Linked DNA regions of Mus musculus: region 1 is linked to region 2. The links are chromatin contacts, called in public HiChIP or PLAC-seq maps. All regions are on one chromosome and are shown on one strand. The core of a region is the stretch at or near the end of the contact, and the rest is flanking DNA. Distances in the headings are between cores, read along the strand shown. Region 1 overlaps Lipc (lipase, hepatic). Region 2 overlaps Adam10 (a disintegrin and metallopeptidase domain 10).

Region 1 (2,700 bases), core at 52-2,551, 110 kb before region 2:
AAATCTCAGGCGTCTCCCTCCTCTGCTCTCCACTTTAACTTTTGAAACAAGGCCTCTCACTGAACCTGGAGCTCACTGAACCAGGAGCTCACTGATGCTGCTGGACTGGCTACCCAGCAAGCTTCAGGAGTCTCTCTGCTCTCCCAGTGCTGGGTTACAGATGTGTTCCATGGTGCTTAGGTCCTGGGGACTCCAATTCAGGTCCTAATGCTTGTGTGGCACTCGAGCACTTTGCCCACTGAGCCATCGCCTTTCTGCCTCATCTCATTCTTATTACTTACTAAGCAAACTTCCCCAATTATTCTGTTATGTTTATGAGTGTTTGCCTTCGTATATATGTTCACCCCATGCATGCAGGGCCCATGGAAGCCAGAAGAGGGCACTGGACACCTTAAACTGCAGTTTAAGGTAGTGAGTTTCCAAGTGGGTACTGGAAACCAAACCCCAGTCTTCTGCAAAAGCAGCCAGTGCTCTTAATCACTGAGCCATCTCTCCAATTCTCTTCCCTTTCTTTTCTGCCTGTTGGGCACAGCAGGGCTCTTGGTTCTTACAGAGATCTGTCCTCTACACTGCATAGCGCTGCATGCTAAGCTCACCAATGTTCTGTTAGTCTAGTCTTATCAAAACCTCCCATAGCCTCACCTTGAAGGGTATAAAGCCCTGAACCTCTTAAGTAACTAGGCACACACACACACACACACACACACACACAGCAAACCCTTTTACAGGTCTCACAAGAATTTAAATTTAAGGCTAAAAGTTCCAGTGTCAAAAACTGCTGCCTATGGGAATTGTGGGTATTTGAAGCTCTGCCTACAGTTCAGGAAACACCCTTTGTGGGTGAGCTCCCTTCCCACACAGATGGAAGAGTGAGGATATAACCCTGGAAGTAGCGCATAGGGAAGTGGAAATGCGACTGGAAGGATCCTTCCACTGCCGTTACACACAGTCCACCCAGGCACTGTTTTCTGTCAAATCTCATGAAATAAGGATATAGAAGGCAGCCCTAAGAGATCCGGACAGGAAGCCTGCAGGCTTAGTGACAAGCACCTCAGCGCCCAGCAACAGAAGAGGAGGAGGAGGAGGAGGAGGAGGAGGAGGAGGAGGAGGAGGAGGAGGAGGAGGAAACAGACCTGCAGAGACTGGATAACTCAAATGAGGTCAGATGACTAGCTAGTGGCAAGTGAGTCCTGAGCCCAGGTCTTCTAACTCCAGGATGAAAGTACCTTCATTATGCCTGCCTCTTCTCTTTTGGCATCAGGAAAAGAAACAGACACCAACTTCCTGATGATGACTCATGCTCAGGGTTTCCCAACAACAATGTTACTGAGATGCGAGGCTGCATCACTCTTTAGTGGAAGGGGAGGCCTGTTCTTAGCATGACCTCAGACCTCTGCCCACTAGAAGCAAATAGCACTCCACATGCCCCCACCCCTAAGTGTTTAACAACTGAAAAGTACTTCCAGAAATAGCTGGCATGTGGCTCAGTGGGTAGAGTGCTTGCCTAGCATGAACAAAGCACTGGGCTCTAGCTCCAGCGCTGTATAAATAGGGCGTGTTCTTGCAAACCTGTAATCCAACACTCTAAGGTAGATAGATGCAGGAGGATTAGAAGTTGATGGTTACCTTCTGCTATATAGCAAGTTTGAAGCCAGACTGAGAAACTCAAAACCCTGTCTCCAAAATAATAATATTAATTTTTAAGTCCTCAGATAATGCTATGAAAGCAACCAGGATAGTAAGGAAGAAACAAACGCCCCCATCTGGGTGAAACTGGTTTGAGTGTGAGCTCCTGTTCTGGAGATGATTCTAGTTCATTTGGAGGTTAATGATGGGGCAGAGCAGACAGGAAGTGAGTCGTTAAAGGAACCTCACTGCCAGGCATAGGAAGGTTGATTCCAGAGAATGCTGTCCAGGAATCTGAGAGAGCACAGTGAAGAGGTTGGCTCTGTTGTACAAAGGAACAAAGTCAGAAAAGGAACTTGTCTTTTTGCCACCAGTCTGGGCCCAGGGAACTCAGCAGCAGGAAAGGAAGAAATGTAAAGCCCAGGCCATGATCTAAAAAGCCCTCTCTTTTCAGCCCATCTCTCAGCCTGCTCCATCTATGACTGCTGCACCCACCGCCCCACCCTAGCCACTCTGAAGGTGTTGGTGCCGGAAGGCAGCCTAGGACTCACCAATGCGGCAAGGTTCAGGCTGTATACATACAACATCTTACATGAGCATCACAAGGTGTTGGGTAAAACAGCCAGACACAAAAGACCTACTGTGTGACTCTATTGACACAAAGTTGAAGAACAGAAGAAACACATTCCCATTGATAGGAGGAAGTGGTGGTTTTGGGTGCTGGTATTGCTAGAGACGACTGAGGGCATCCTCTGGGTATGGAGACCTCTGTCGCGATCCTGAAGGAGGCTTGTGAATGGGTAGAAATCCACAGAGCTATACATTTAGGATGGTCATACCTTCCTGTATGTTTCTATAAATAAGCTCTATCCCCTTAAAAATGAATGTTGACTCTGGAACCAAGTGGGTGTGGATTCCAGCCCTGCAGGTGATTCTGGCTAAGTCAGAATTTTTCTAAGAGGCTAGATGACCAGGGCAGTCCAGACAGGAAGTGCACAGTGAGTACAAATAGCGCTGTACTTAAAGGAACCACAGACACTGCCAGACACAGGACACAGTGTCTGTGTGAGGCAC
Region 2 (2,700 bases), core at 176-2,675:
TCTTAACATGTAGCTCTGGTTGCTCGAGAACTTCCAATATAGAGGTTGGCCTAGAACTCTCAGATCTGCCTGTTTCTGCCTCCCAAGTGCTAGGAATAAAGACACCACTATGCCCAGCTTATAATGTATTTTCATGGAGTCAAACACACAAAACTCCATAAAATAAAACTGAACCTAGTCCAAACTACTATTTACTTTCAGTATTATAAATAATAAGGGATAAAATAAATAGCATAGCAAATTACAGAAAATAATGTTAAATTTTAAACAGTGAAAAAACGAAAATGAAAAATACTCAAAGTTCCGCATATGAAAAAGTACACTACAGAGAAAGACTAGCAACTGTACAGAAGAAGCATATGAGAGCTGGCTGACTTTTACAGCATCAGCTTTATGTTGAAGTACTGTATAGGAATGAACAGCTGTTTGCTTGTCTTTTAGGTCATGTGGTGCTGCTCCTTTTGAAATCCCTATGTAGTCTATATATGTAGACATGAGCATTCACTACTAGATTTCTGCACCTACTGTCATGCCATGATTCTGTGTTGTTCCATGGTAACAGCAATGGTACATATATATATGTGGTGTATGTATATGTGCTTGCATGTCCACACGAGTTCAACATTGGGGGTCTTTTCAATCCACCTGCTCCTCTCTCTCTCTCTCTCTCTCTCTCTCTCTCTCTCTCTCTCTCTCTCTCCCTCCCTCCCTCCCTCCCTCCCTCCCTCCCTTCCTCTTTCTGTTCCTTCCTTGCCTTCCTTCCCTGCCTGCCCTTTCTTTTTTCTTTTCTTTTCTTTTTTCCTTTCTTTCTTTTTTCCTTCCTTCCTTCCTTCCTTCCTTCCTTCCTTTCTTTCTTTCTTTCTTTCTTTCTTTCTTTCTTTCTTTCTTTCTTTCTTTCTGTTTAAATGTATGTGGGCATTTTGTCTGAATATTTTTGTCTGTGAGCCACTTGCATGCCTGGTGCCTGTTGAGGCCAGAAAAAAGTACTGACTCTCCTGGAACTGAAGTTATAGGCAGTTGTGAGCTACTGTGTAGGTACTGGAATAGAGCCTAAGTCCTCTGGAAAAGCAGCCAGTGTTCTTAACCACTAAGCCATCTCTCTAGACGATGACACTACCACTACCACCACCATCACCACACCACCATGTTTGTTTGTTTTATTTTAGAGACAGGGTCTCCTGCTAAACCTGGAATTCACTGATTCAGTTAGCCTACCTATCTAGCAAACTCCAGAGATCCTCCTGTCTCACCTCTCCAATGCTGGTAATGCAGGTGTAAGTTTGTTGGGCCCCATTTAGGCTCTGGTTTGGGCCTTGAGGACAAACCTGAGACTGGCTTGAATTTTGAGACCTGTCTCAGTCACTCCCCACTTATTGGGGTGACTCAGCAAGACCTGTTTGGCCCTGCCTCTGCCCCGCCCTTGCTGTTGTAGAGCTCTGCCACTGGCCCTGTCCATCACTCCATATCCTCTGTCACACTTCTCTGCCTCCTATATCATCTTACCCACCAAGACTCCCCTCCCTATGTTCTGAACTTATATAAGCGAGAGGCCAGTGCCATAAAGTTGAGTTCCTGCTTCTACAGGACTCCTGGCTCTGTATGTTTTCTTTTGGGCCATCGACACTCGCCATCTAGCTCAGCCCCAGAGAGACCCCAGTAAGACCAGGACCTCTCTCCTCTTGCCTGGACCTGCTGGCAAGGAGCCTGCATAAGTTGTCTGTTCTAGTTTATTACATGCACGCTGGTTATGCACTCAGAGATCATCATGCCTGCAAGACGACTGAATCATCTCCACACACTCTTTTTTTGGTACTGGGAAATCCATTTGAAACACACTCATACAAATCACAAAACTGGCACATAATATACTGCATATAATATAATATACTATTATATATAACATGTAATATTCAAAATGCAACACTGTAGAACAAAAGTCTTCTTATCCTACTCTGCAAATAATTATTTTCAAATTTCACCAGCTAAAACAAAAGCAAATGAAGACAAAAAACAGCCTTGTTTTGTTTTGTTGTTTTAAGCAGGGTCTCCCTATGTAGTTAAGGCTGATTTAAAACTTACTATGTAATCCAGGCTGGCCTCAAACTCATGATTCCCCCTCACCTCAGCCTGTCCAGTTCTAGGATTACAAGCATGAGCCATTACACCTGAGAACAGTTTTAAAATGAAACCTTTGGGCTGCCATATGGCAAGACTAATCCCTTACCTAGAATCTGCCTTTCTGTTCCTCACACATAGCTCACTTTATACACACACACACACACACACACACACACACACACACACGAGAATTTTTGTTTTGGAGATTTCATCTTTTGGGACACCAACATTTGGGACTTTAGTCTTTTAGAGTGGTGATGTTTTAGAGAGGAGTGGCAGGGCCTCGCCATATTGCACATGCTAGCCTCAAACTCTTGAACTGGACTCCCATATCTCAGCCTCCTAAAGCAATTACAACTACCCACTATACATTACTATGCATCATTTAAAATTTCTGCTATTTTAGACTTTAAGGATTTTGATCTTTAGGGATATTTCAGCGTTTGGTACTGTGTCATCTGAGATTAAGATCAGCACTGGTTTTCACCAATACATTGTTATGGATGCAGGCTAGTTATTTCATTATTAATTCTAAAATAATCTAACAAATAATATCTCCTGGGTATTTTACTTCCTCCTTTA

What was found. HiChIP or PLAC-seq counts read pairs in DNA pulled down with a chosen protein or histone mark.
Region 1: a contact with region 2 is called in an H3K27ac HiChIP or PLAC-seq map of the HPC-7 cell line, with 6 times the contacts expected there. The contact joins two enhancer-like sites. A contact is called at or near these places in 1 of 39 promoter capture datasets (the C10 cell line), 1 of 484 Hi-C or Micro-C datasets (the HPC-5 cell line), 5 of 115 datasets of contacts at active chromatin or transcription factors (the HPC-7 cell line, acute myeloid leukemia, bone marrow-derived macrophages and 1 more) and 1 of 9 other capture datasets (bone marrow-derived macrophages).

What each region holds. Positions count from the first base shown.
Region 1 is chr9:70,841,167-70,843,866 of GRCm38.p6, reverse strand. All of the region lies in intron 1 of Lipc (lipase, hepatic), which reads left to right. Among named protein-coding and RNA genes, the nearest start is that of Gm32017, 72 kb to the left of the region's middle. Within about 2 kb of position 1,301, at least 151 of the 459 cell types and tissues checked have an H3K27ac peak or open chromatin away from gene starts, as enhancers often do. A contact at or near this core is called in the HPC-7 cell line, where this site is marked.
Region 2 is chr9:70,732,111-70,734,810 of GRCm38.p6, reverse strand. The region is part of intron 4 of Adam10 (a disintegrin and metallopeptidase domain 10); the gene reads right to left. Among named protein-coding and RNA genes, the nearest start is that of Adam10, 54 kb to the right of the region's middle. Within about 2 kb of position 1,425, at least 29 of the 459 cell types and tissues checked have an H3K27ac peak or open chromatin away from gene starts, as enhancers often do. A contact at or near this core is called in the HPC-7 cell line, where this site is marked.